Regions from separate parts of the Anas platyrhynchos genome. Here region 1 is linked to region 2. A link is a contact called in public Hi-C data. All regions are on one chromosome and are shown on one strand. The core of a region is the stretch at or near the end of the contact, and the rest is flanking DNA. Distances in the headings are between cores, read along the strand shown.

What was found. Hi-C and Micro-C count contacts between places; a contact is called where the count stands out from the background.
Region 1: a Hi-C map of skeletal muscle shows a contact between it and region 2, with 2.1 times the contacts expected there. The contact joins the enhancer-like site here to the promoter of TCTN1 in region 2. A contact is called at or near these places in 4 of 8 Hi-C or Micro-C datasets (F1 follicle, skeletal muscle and subcutaneous adipose tissue).

The regions. Positions count from the first base shown.
Region 1 is chr16:2,407,731-2,414,269 of IASCAAS_PekinDuck_T2T, forward strand. It overlaps PPTC7 (protein phosphatase targeting COQ7), which reads left to right. Exons shown (of 6, transcript XM_038187224.2): 2 at 2,851-3,030; 3 at 5,620-5,818. Among named protein-coding and RNA genes, the nearest start is that of PPTC7, 11 kb to the left of the region's middle. Within about 2 kb of position 4,016, at least 7 of the 8 cell types and tissues checked have an H3K27ac peak or open chromatin away from gene starts, as enhancers often do. A contact at or near this core is called in F1 follicle, where this site is marked.
Region 2 is chr16:2,369,540-2,376,168 of IASCAAS_PekinDuck_T2T, forward strand. It overlaps TCTN1 (tectonic family member 1), which reads right to left and starts at 2,183. Exons shown (of 15, transcript XM_038187285.2): 1 at 1,964-2,183; 2 at 588-708. The coding sequence starts at 2,132.

The DNA of each region.
Region 1 (6,539 bases), core at 2,766-5,265, 40 kb after region 2:
CTGTTTGCAGCTTCCAGGAGGCAGGCAGAGCTGCTGCAGGGCTCAGGACAGCGTGAAGTGTGCTGCCATGAGTATGGTTCAGGTTTCCTGCCTGAAGTGAGAAGTGAGCAAAGAAGATTACGTGGCATGCTCTTATTTTCACTTTAAAATTGAGGTAGGTTTTGATAATTAACCTGACCAGGTGCTTTCTCTGGTGACTTGCTTTCCCACACTGAGTACTAATGCTCTGGTTTCTGTTTAAGTATTTCCTGAGAAGGCTGAAGCCAAGTTGACTTACTGAGCCTTTGAGGGAACTCCCTAACATCTCATGAGCTTGTTCTGTATCAACCTGAGGAACCAAAAGTACTGTCTGCCCAGTAGCTGTCAAACACTGCCCTTTTGGTTAACCCCATTAAGCCTGTCCCTGAAGTGATTCTTGCTGTAATCAGCCAGCAAAGTTCCAGCAGGATTGTGCTCATTTCAAAGGAAAAAAAGCTGCTGCTGTGGTAGCTTAATGTAAAGCGAGCAGTCACCCAAACTGATGCTCGGCTGCTATTTCAAGTTGTAGGTCAGAGTGGGAACACTTTTCTTGTTGATCTCTTACTCCAGGCTTGTTTGAGCAGCGGCAGAAAGCAAAGGTTTAATCCAGCGTTAACCTGGAGCTGCGGGACCAGGGAAGGCAGGTTGGTTTGCTCAGGCATCGTGGGGAAGCCAGGAAGCTTTAGCAGGAGCTTCGTTCCAGGGACTGCCCCGAAGAGGGGAGCTCAGGGACCTGCCTCCCTGCTCTGTTCTTCTAAGAAAGCGACCGGACAAAGCAGGTGTCCGAAAGGTTGTGCACTATTTTTGGGAGAAATCTGATTAATGTTGATAGGCTGTTGAGAATCTGGATGTAGCCTCCGGTCAGATTAGAGTTGGTGCCAAGGGCTGCTCTAAACCTCCCGTCTCAGTTTCAGGTGGTGACCAACGTGAAGGGCGTTTGCAGATGAGGCAAACTGAGTTTTACCACTTCAGTCACATTTTTTGTGCCTCTGCTAATAGTGGTTTTCTTTCTGATGCCTGAAAATCAGCACAATCTGAGCTCTGAGACTGGTTCATTGCACCTTTATCATGAACACACCATTTTAGCTTTACTTTCCTGCAGAAACCTGGGCTGGAAGTGGCCAGCCCCTTACGTGCTGAAGATCAAAAAGATTTGGGAAGGAGTTCTGATTAGAAATATTTTGCTCTCATAAATAGTACTTCACGCTTCCAGCAGCATTTTAACTTTAGCATTAAAGCTGATCAAAGAAATTCAAAATACTTGGAAGCCACGTGGGCAGCAGAATATCATTTACTGTCAGTGACTGGTCACAGTAGATAAAAATGAAGACAAAGCTCCGTGCGAGCGAGCCCATGACACTTGCCACAAGTGTTGGAACTGGATAATTAAACCATTTCTTTTTCCTGATGGCCACTCACCTTCATTTTTTGTTACCCGCTTCAAAATAAATTTAAAAGCTCTTTTCATTTCTTAAAGGTCAGTGATAATTTTCCTAACTTTGTGTGTGTGTCATGTATTGTAGCATTTCTCACTTGGGAATTCAGCTGCGATTTCTTTCTCCCTCACTTTTAGAAATCCATTTCCCTCTGTTTTTTGGGGATCAATGTCTCTTCGCTCCTGCTGCACAGCCCTTTATCATTAGCTTGCCCAGTTCTTTTTTCCTATGCCATGGAAAGATCTCCGATTGCAGCCTGATAGGTCCTAGTGCCACCTCGCACACATTCTCCCTGAGGCACCAGGGGTCAAAGTTTCTCTGGAAACTTCGTAGTTGGCTGAAAACTGCTAAACTGTGTTTGAGGAAGCTGCAGTGGGGGCACTGCTGCTGTTCTTATGACACGATGTGTGCCTGGACAGAGCTCAGAATGCTGAGGGTCTGATGTGCAGTATCTGCTGTGTTGCTCCCGACCCGGTTCAGTTTTATCTGTTGTAATATTTGTCTGACAGATGCCCAAACTGATTTTCCTCTGCATATGAGACAGCAAAAGCACTTTTCTTGCTCTTATTTCCACCTATTTCCTCATCAAACCACTATGAACAGTGATTGACCCAACTGTTTGTCTCTCCTTGGCCATGCCATGTGCATCTCTGGTTGCTCAGAATGTTCCAACCTTTGGCAGAATTGTTCGAGTTTTCTCATGTCTGCACTGTTTTGAGTGACGATGGAAATTTATGGGGCCATGATCAGTTTTCCTTCTTTTCCTTGGCTAAAGTTTTAAGCAACAAATTGTCCTTGCAGACGTAGGTACTAGCATTGTGCTGGTTTGTCTGTTGTTTCTTATTTATTTATTTAATGGAGATTTAGTTTTTGCAGAAATGGATAGTACTAAGTAGAAAAACGTCATTCTTATTGTGAGCAGGTAGCTCGAGGAGAAACTTCGGGGCGTTGACTAGTGGGGAAGATCTTTATCATTTCAATCCTATTAAAAAATCTTAATGACCTTCACATTTAAAACTAATCATCGCTCTTTTCTTCCCTTTTAATGGGCTAACCAAAGGTTAATATGATTGAATTCCTTCCAAAATTCCACATCAGTTTTCCCTCTAGTGAAGTCAGCTGTCTCCTTGTGAAGTTCACATCATTTGACTTGTACCTTCTTTTTAGCAATTCTGATGGTGTACAGAGCTTTGTCTGGCAGCTGATATCAGAAATCATCTTAAAAATGTTTAGTGATTTATTTCCCTTAATCAATTTTTTTTCTTTCAAGCAGGTGCCTTGTTCTGCCTTTCAGATATTGAATGCCATAAGTCATGACAAAAGTTAAAAACCTCATTTTGCAAACCATTTCTGTTCATGTAACTCTTGTTTTCTGGTTTTTGTTTTGTTTTTCTAGGGGTAGCAGATGGTGTCGGTGGCTGGAGAGACTATGGGGTTGACCCTTCTCAATTCTCAGGGACTCTAATGCGAACATGTGAACGTTTAGTGAAAGAAGGACGGTTTGTACCAAGTAATCCTGTCGGGATTCTCACTGCAGGTTACTGTGAGCTGCTGCAGAACAAAGTACCTTTGCTTGGTAAGAGAGCAGAAACATGTGAATTGCATGTGTTGTGTGCTACCTTGACATGTACTTAATTATATACAAAAAATATATACAAAAATATCTGTATATAAATATCTGTATATGAAATATAGAATATTCAAGTCTTTGTGTGTGAAGGGTGGCAATTCACCAATGCTTGCAGAGTTTGAAAAATGAGTTTGGCAGTAGAGGCTGCTATGGCACGCACTCCTTGTATAAATAGCTCTTCTCCATTGAAACCTCGTAAGGGTTGTTTGTGGCTTTTTGTTTAAGCTGTGCAAGTAAAAATGTTTTCTGGTGATAGCTGGATGCAGTTCTACTTGCTCCTTGCCCTACTGCTCCCGTTGCCTTTTATGTCCAACGAACTTTAAGCCTAACAGCTTGACTTAAATAATTTATGTCGTATGATCACTGATACCCTGGATTTTTTTTATAATTCCTTGCAGGGGAATCTTTACATATTTTTCTTCTGAAAGCAAACAAAAGTAGGTGCTTAGCATGTCCTGTGTCAAACCTGATTTTAGGCAGTGCTTCCAGCTGCCTGGGAATGGTGAACAGATAGGGAGGCGAAGCGTGGCCTCAGCTGACAACCTTGAAAACGGAACACGTTTCTAAAGGGCGGGTGACCTCTTACGCACCAAGAAAGTGTTACCCTGTGTGATATGCATGCTTCTCACCTGACCTTAAACTTCTCTGCCAGAAGAGCGCTGTGTAAGCTATATTTAGCGCCTCTGCTGAGCTTAGGAACAGATGTTCTTGCATTATATGCCCAAAGAATAGGTTCAAATCTCAGTGACACGTAAGGTCACTTCTAAAACAGCAGTGGTCGTTAATTCCATCAGGATTTTGCGTGTCTGATAGTGCTCATCTGTGCGAGGCAGATGCAGCTGGAAGCGACCCCGAATGCGGGCCACTGGTGAGAGCTCTCAGCACTCCCTGCAGACAGAGGCAGCCCCGTGTGGCTTGACCTTTCGAGGGCTGAAACGCGGCGTATGCTGAGTCACAAGATCTGCATTCCACACGTGGCCTCCTAGTTACACTGTGCTAATACAGTTAAAATGTGAAACTAATGATCCTCAGCGCTTCTCCTGGAAGAAAATACCACTACCAAGAGCAGTATTTTTAGAGGTAGAAAAAAAAAAAACCACCTCTGGAGCTACCACAGCAACGAGCAGTTAGAATTTATTTGAAATAAAGTGGAGGGAGAGGACTTCATTAGGGAGGATTCATTAGGCATGAACTTTTCCTTCCTGTTGTGTTTTGCCTTGATGTTTAGTTCATCAGAATTGAATCTAGCAAATTATTTTTAAAACAAGACTGAAGTGGGAGGAAATTGTGCCATGTATTTAAAAGCTATTCTTATCATCGCAGAGCAATCTTGGATGGTGTCATATATAAAATATGAATCTTCCCTTAAATACTGCTTTGACTTACCATTCACCAAGAGTGGAGAAGGTCGTGTATATTCACCAGAGAACAAATTAAGTGCAGGGTTTTGTGGGGAACTCCCTGGATTGGAGGTGAAACATCCAGAACAGGTGATGCCTCAGGCCAGCTGGACTCGTCTTGTAGGCAAGCCTGATCATACGTTTAGCTCATCAGAAGTCTGTGGTCTGTCCGAGACACAGATGTGCTTGGAAACTTCTGCTGCAAGAGCATAAGGATAGAAGATGAACCAGAAAACTGTTTGTTAGCAGATGGCATGGGGAATTCTGATGAAGGCAGTTTGAAGTCAGGAAGAAATGCTGTAGCTGTGTTTCACACTCATCAGGAGTTAACGCTCTTCTGGTGGTAGTGCTCCTGTTGGCAGAAATTAAGCAAGCACTGTTTTTCTGTGAGTGCATGGGTATCTCTGCTGTAATTTCTGTGGTTTGCCACCAAAGTTGACAGCTGCCTCCCCATGAAGGAATCGAGAATGCTGTGGTTGCTGCAGGCATGGCTGGGGTAACACGGGGTATGGTTGACAAGTAGCCACGTTTCCGTTCTTCCTTTAATCCGGAACAGGATTTGTCTCCAGAACATGTTTTCTTTAGACTTGTGGAGTTAGTGCCCTGAACGCTTGACAGGGTTATTATTTTTTCAAACAAAGAAGGTAGCTCTGCAGAGCCAGGCTGTAGTGAAAAGTGTGCTCATGTTCTGACAAGAATAATGGATTGCTATCTGAAGCTGCTTGCAACCAAGTATTTAATTGGAGTGTTTTATTTACAGCGGGGGAGTAAAAATGTGCGGAGAACACCTAGCATTGTGTGGATGCTACTGGAATTCTATTCTCTTAATGCTTTCAGAATTTCAGTATTATAAGTGACTTCTGTAAATCCAGTCTTATAGCAGAATGTGCTGACATATGTTGGGATGGGGAAGTGTAAATGAAGTGGAACAAAACAGGTATTTGTCAGCATGACGTGTTTACCAAAATCAAAGCCAGTATATAATTTTTTTTTGCATTAATCATAATAATTTCCATTTATCCTGATCTCTAAGCTTTGATAAATATCTAAATAGTTGGATTATGGCTGAAGTCAGTGAAAGAATAAGGGCTGTGTGTAAGGCTCGCTCCAGTTACGATGTTCTGTTTGCTTGCAGGAAGCAGTACAGCTTGTATAGTAGTTCTGGACAGAACAAGTCATCGTTTACATACAGCCAACTTGGGAGATTCTGGATTTTTGGTAGTCAGAGGAGGAGAAGTAGTACATCGTTCTGATGAACAGCAGCATTACTTCAACACTCCGTTCCAACTGTCAATAGCTCCACCAGAAGCAGAAGGAGTTGTCTTAAGTGACAGGTAAGAAAGGAGAAGATCTTAAATTTTTAATCTGTGTATGTGATCAGCTCTCAAAAGGTTGTGGCTTTACTGTCTTGAGAGCTTCTCGTATAATGCAGCACAGCATGTGGGATTTAAATGTGCCCAAGAAAAGGTTCTAATATCTGCCCTTCTATCTTTAAGGTACCGTGAACACTTCTTACTGTGTACTTACTCAATTTTTGTAAGCTGTTGCAGTCAAAATGCATTGGGTTTGTGCTCATTCATTCAATATAGAGTGTTCCTGCAGTTTGTGGTGTTCAGATCCACGGACCAACACTGCACAATGGAGCTGCTACAATGAAGGCTGCAGCCGGTGATTGTGCCGCCCGCCCTGCACGAGTGCCTTGTCTTATCAGCGGCTTTCCTTCCCCGTCCCTGTCTGTGCTCTCTTGAGACTGGTTTGGAGTACGCTAATTTAGGTATCTTGGCAGCGAGGTAGCAAGTGCTTGAAGAATAGAGCAGAGGGACATGTGACTGTAACTCGTGTTTCCAAGCCGCTGTGTCTCCAGCAGCATATTGTATTTGACCAAAACGAGCAAAACTCTTGTTTGGCGGAACACCAAGCTGGGAAATGAGAGTAATAGGAAAGGACAATCTGTTCACAGAAATGAGTTGTTTCAAAGACAGACTTGTACTTGAGTCTTCCCCGAAGAATGTCAGGCTGATAAAAATCCTGTGACTGCGTGAAGTCTAACCAGTA
Region 2 (6,629 bases), core at 933-3,432:
GAGAAGTCGCCAAGAGATTTCACGTTCAGATTTTAAAGTGAGCTTTCTTCGTTCCTTTTTGAGAAGATGGAGTTGGGTTAAGGTGTTTTCAAATAAATTGTAAATAGCAAGGAACGCATCGTGAGCATTACTTTATTGATATAATGTCACTACATTTTACTGGTTTTAAAGATCAGCAGTGAGGCAGCAAGCTGGGACACTGGTCGCATGGCATCAGCTTTCCCAATTTCCAGACATTATACCTACAAAACTCTGATGATGCATCATTCATTCCCTAACAGAAGGCTTTAACAGCTAAGCAACCCCTCCCCCCAACAATAGGACAGTGCAAGAAAAAAGCAAGAAGTGTGAATTTAGAAAGAAGGGAATGAGAAACTGGGCTGGGAGGCCAATTTGCTGCTCTGCCTGGCTGGGAACCAAAAGTTTATGGGCTTAGTGCTGCAGGGACTGGTGAAGGGTAGGTATGGGTTAGGATGGTGGGGCGTAGAGGGGCTGGGAATGTATAAGAGGAGAAGACAAAGCCTGTACAAATGCATGCAGCAAATAAAACAGGATTTTGGATTTCAGATAGCTGCTTATTCACTTACGTGACGATAGGAACTGAACATGTAGTAAAGAGGCTGAAATCTGCTGCGCTGCAGTCAGGGTCACAACAGCAATTTACATCACACTGTGCCACCAACAGATCACAAGTACACAGCTTGGCAACTGGAGGAAAGACTTAAATTAGAATTAGGACTGGAACTTTGCACACTACAGCACGTTCCCTAACACTTCCATTTGTCATCTTGCTTTATTTGGGACAACAGTCAAAAGTCTACATCTAAATTCATCTGATTTTCTTAAGTCATTTTTAAAAATCCTTTTCTGCCACTTAGCAAATCTACTAGGAGCAAAGTAAAATAAAAATAATAATAATAAAGAGCATACCAAAATCCGATGCTCTGAATTTTGTATTTGTATTTTACTTTTACTGAACTTTTTCGAGACTTGCTGATCCATAATAAATCTAGATTTAAGAACAGCAGAGAACATAGAAAACTGAGACCAGCACTCCACAGACTTTAAAAGAACACTCATTTTCAAAATTACAGCTTCTATTTTAGCTTGACTATTGCCCATTTCTCTACAGCCTCCTGGATGCTCTCTGACCGTCTGAACAGTATCCAGGCAGTTCCTGGAATCTCTGAGGCTCTGACTGTTCTGTCAGCTGAGTTTAGCACTGGAATCTTTGTATCACCTTGTAAACAAGAGAAGTTTAAACATGGATTAGATTGTGAGGCTGTATCTCTGAGATCGGGGATATAAGTCTCATTTCCCTAAGGAGGCATGCACTGGGACATGTTTAATTTGGCAAGTAATCTAGGGAAATTGAGCTGATGACAACACCACCGGGAAATCAGAAGTTAAATAAAAGTACACCTGCCAATCAGAAAACAGTGCGCAACACTTTCTGATGGCACAATTACAAAAAAAAAAAAAAGTGATTTATATTGTCACAGCACTATATGTTCACAGAGCCTGGGCTGAATTTGGAGTCTTAGTGCAAACTGCTTGGTGCACCCAGCTTGGTGTGTGCACAGAGCTCTCCAGGCACACACAGGGTGAGCTTGGGGCTCCTCTGCGAGGTCAGGCTCTGCCCTGGAGGCTCTGAGCAGGGTGCTGGGCGGGCAGGCAAACCCACTGAGCCCTCAGTGCCAGCTTGTGGGACTGTGTGTGCCGTGATGACCCAAAAAGTGTGCCGGGGGTTGGCGATGCTGCCTTCCTGAGGGGGTTCTGAGGCAGGAACGGGATGCTGCTGACAGGGATGCTGAACAAACATCGGGAAGCTGCCGGGCAGGCTTCTCCCAGCCCCCTGAGGCTGCAGCGGGGGCCGGAGAGGAGCCGAGGGCCCAGGCCACGAGTGGGGCTTCCCTCAGGCCCAGGCTGGTGCTGAGCGGCCCCCACCCCGCCGCGCACCCACCGTCCGTGACCGGGGCCGGCCTGCTGCGGAGCCGCTCCCCGGCGGCAGCGCGGTCCTCCGGTGGTGCCGGGGGCTCGGGGCTGGGCTCCTCTGCCCGGAGCGGCGGAGGCAGGAGGAGGAAGAAGAGGAGGAGGAGGAGGAAGGCCCCGGGCCTCAGCACCGCCATCATGGCGGCCGCCGCTAGGCCGCCCCTAGCAACGGCGCGGTTGCCAGGGAGCGCGGGGCATCATGGGAGCGGCGCGGCATGGCGGAGCCAGCGCCCCGGCAGCCCCGGGGCATGGCGGGAGGGGGCGCCATGGCGGGCGGCGACGGGGGCAGGCCCTGAGGGGAGCCCGCTAGAACCAAGCCAAGGGCAGTGGTGTGAAGTAAAGGAGCTAAACATAAACTAAGTATATAATTTGTGCAGAAATGCCACCGGAAGGCTGTATGAAAAAAAAAAAAAAAAAAAAAGTAGGGAATGGCCCTTTGTGAACTGTAAAATCCTACTGTTAGTATATTTTTGCAGCTTACTTTCTAATAATCTGCTTTCTTTTAACTTCTGAAGTGTTTATTTTTGAAAATGCCGTGGGTCCTTTCAATTCGTAATGCTCAGTGTGCACATTCATTAATTAGTCCTGTTAGTAACCTTGTAACATGCACAGGCATTTTTATAGTGATTTAATGGTAGGACGGACTGAATCAGAGTGATTAAATGACCAAAGTTCCTTCCAGTTACCTTACAGGTGTTAACATCCAGGCTTTGTTTCCAGCTGGGAGAACTTTTTAAAACTTTCTGAAGTTTGTTATCCACATTATCTGATCAAAACCATCTACAACACTTGTTCTTGCAGCAGGCTGACCGTTATACATCATTAGTGTTTCCTATTTTTCTGGCCACGTTTATTCCTTTTTCCTCACGTTTATGAAGGTGAGAATCCAGTGTGCTCCATTGTACCTGAGACCTCAGTGTGTCTTCTATGAAGTAACAGCCTCACCTGGGTCTCCATTCTGCATTCCTTCTCTTAAACAAGGATATTCCAACATTACTATGCTTGCCTCATTCCTTGGGAAGATCTGATGTGTTTGGTCTCTTTGTTCCTTTGCTGATTTTGAGATTAGTTTTATTAAACTAAGCATTCAAGCATTTCCTTTCAATAAGGTCTCCTAAATCATGTTACTAGTATGTTTGTTGTTTTGTTTGCTTGTTTTTCATTGTCCTGCTGCAGAGAAGCATGTTGACTTTGCCAGTTTACTCACTTGGTTTGTGTGTTCGTAACTACATTCAGGACAGATGCTGGTGAGCTGTTCTGAAAACTCCGGTGTCTTGGGCCCTGCTTAACAAAGCAAACAGGCACAGGTTGTGGGAATCTGCTGAGGGTCTGTTTGCAGCTAGCAGAGTTAATGGTCTCGCAGCTTCAAGAAACAGGAGACTTCAGGCAGGGAACAGTCCCCTAGGTAAAGGAGGGTTGTTTTCCTGCCTATTAAAAAGCAGGTGAAGCTCTTTTCTTTTGTCACTCCTCAGGGAGTGAAGTTTCCACATCCTGTTGCTTGAGGGAAAGTAAAATAGATTTTGAAGTTTTACTTCAAAGGAACAGCTTGACCATGTGGCTGCTCTCTCCTTCGCTGCCATGGGGCAGAGATCAGACATCTCTTGGACGAGTCAGACTCAGGGATTTACAGTCCCTTCGACTGCCTTGACTAATTTGCTCCCACCTGACATGTGGGCCGGTAAAAAGTATAAAGATGTTTCTCCTTCCTGTAAGTCCTGCAAATTTTGAAAGTTGGAATTTAGTTTGTGGTCTTAGAGGGAAAGTGGTGGTTTATTGTTTATCATCAGTGGTCATATTCTGCCTTCTGTATCAGATGTTCATCTGCAGTGTCATCAGCTGAGATAATTACTAATGAATCACCTCCACTTGCTAGTTTATGGATTTCTTAAGGATTTAAATGATTAAGAAGGACCATGGATAACGCACATGGGAAAATATAATTTCATACGTTCTTTTTGCATCCAGATTTACTTTGCAAAGCTGATGATGTACCACGGGCCAAATTCCTGGGTGAAACCCAAGCCTTGCCAAAATCTGTGGGCTCATACCAAGCACAGATTGGACCTCGACTGCATGTGAGGAGTGATTAAGGAGGTATTGGGGAGGCATTGGGGAGGCAAGGACAATCCCCAGACATGGACTGTGTATCTCGAAACAAGACACTGGAACTCATGATAAGGAAGCGGCAGACGGACAGAGAAACAAATGGAAGGACTATAAATCTCAAAATTGGACATTGGAATTCATTATAAAGATACAACAAACGGAAGAATTGGCAACAACCAGCTCTCGCAATTAAGAAACGTGCCAATTCAGCAGATTCCTGACCAAAGGTGAAAAGTACACTGTGAGGAAGACTCGAGGTCTTCCTCCCAAAGACCCCTGCCCACGTCCCAAAGACCCCTGCCCACAATTCTTGGGAGGCTCTACGCAGGCGCAAGGTGCCAAAAGGCTAATTAGCATGAGAAGCGAGGGAAGGCGGGGATAGGTAATACATATGTATAGGCGCTTGTAGAATATTGATAGATTGATTGTATAAATTCAAGACTGCTTTCCGCTTTGGGTATGCACGATAGGTGGAGAGATCCCCCGTGCATCCAGCGCTGCAATAAAGAATATACCACTTAAAGGAATTTCGGCTTCGATCTTTGAATCAATCTGGCACCCCAGATGGGACTACCTCTCTGCCGGTCCGCAGGACCCGCTGGGGACAGGACTCCCTAGGGTACCCCCGGGATTTCCCGGAGGGACTCCTCGACTCACCGGATCACTGCGGAGGCAGACAAGGACCCCATCATTGTAAGTGAGTATACTCTTTATTCTGGTTTGGTTTTCTGGTAGACCGGTCATCTGGGACTGTCCAGTAAGTCGGAAGGTGACTTCTGCAGGACAGTGTTTGGTATATACTTTGTGGTTAGTACCACAAGTATATCTGGGGACCTTGAGGTCCATCTGGATCTGGAACTGTCTGTAAGTCAGAAGGTGATCTTCTGCGAGGCAGTGTTTGGTATATACTTTGTGGTAAGCACCATAAGTATATTTGGGGACCTTAAGGAAAGAGCTCGCTTTAAGGTCCATCTGGAATTGTGTTGTTTATTTCGGTTTTCTGACTCATGGAGTATGGTATTTAACTCTGGTTATTGTTACTGTGATTTTGGCTATTTTTTTGGTGGTAATAGTAGGTTCGTGGCATTGTTATAAGAAAGATATCGTTATGGTGTTACACAGTTCGGTTTTCTGACTTATCGCATGTGGAATTTGACTCTGACTATTGTTATTGTGATTTTAGCAATATTGCTGGTAATAGTAGCTTTGTGACATCGCTACTGAAAGATATTGCGTGCCTGTAACTTTGTGAGTGATACGTTTTTGTGATACGCTTTTGTAAGTAACACGTGTATTCTGAAAGTGTAAACTGGAAAATGGGGGGGCGAGTAAGCAGTGAAATTCCTAAGAAAAGTGCGTTAGGATGTGTTTTGAGTCACTGGAAGGATATTGGAGGATCTGCCGGTGGAAGTGTGAACAGGAAAACATTGATAAAATATTGTAATCAATGGTGGCCGCTTTATAAGCTGGAATGTGGAGAAAAGTGGCCCCTAAATGGAACTTTAAACTCTAATGTTTTGCTACAGTTAATGTTGGTTTTGAGAAGGAGAATAGGATGAAATGTTGTATACTGATGTTGTTTCAGCATCTTGGTGGGAAAAGGTACGGAATTAAGTTGGCCCCTGACTGAGCCTTTGATGTTGGCATTAGAGAAGTACAGGCTGGAGAAAGATAAAGGAAGTGTTAAAAGGGTTGTTGAAAGTGTTAAAGGTGTTTGAAGTTGAATGAGCAGGGAAAGAGGATGTAGGAATGTTAATAGTTCTGCCTCTGCTCTAGGCAGAGATCTTAAAATCATGGGTGTTAGCCCTTTGGGGCAAATGGATCATGATGGATCCGAGAGAGAGTTGTTATGGAAACAGAAAAACAGTTAACTCTTAAAACAACCTGAGTTCATGTGCGAGCTCAGATTACCGATGGGACCGCTCAGGGAACTGTGAACAACTGCATTCCCCTGACCGACCCCACTGAGACCCTAATCATCCCTAAAATTATGAACGGCTAAGTAAATACTAAAATATGGATGAATTGGGAATTGAGAATATGCTTCCAACAAGGTCTAAAAGAAACCCCTATGGAATTTTTGGACCAACTCTGAAATGTAATGAAAATAAATAAATAAATAAATAAAACAAACGGTTTGGACCTGGCTTCGGAGGACAAATTGAGTAGCCTTTTTCTAGGGTAATCATTGGTCCCTGATTTCAACAGGAATAACGAGGACCTGGGGAATCTACCCTAGCGGATCCTTCACTGATTATAATAAAGATAGGGGAGGAATGGAAGTGAAATTTCTTATTGATATGGGGCAACGTATTCAGTTCTAAATCAAGCATTAATGCCTTTACGGAATGATTATGTTAACGTAAAAGGGTGTAACCGAAAAGGCTTATTTTTGTGAACCTTTGAAATACAAGTTGGGGAAATGTTATATATGGAGTGGTAATTCGTGTCGAGAAAATGGTTGATATTAACAAAGAAGGGTGATTCAGGAGACTCCATGCAGTCTGGGGTTTCTTGTTCTCCAGGTGGTT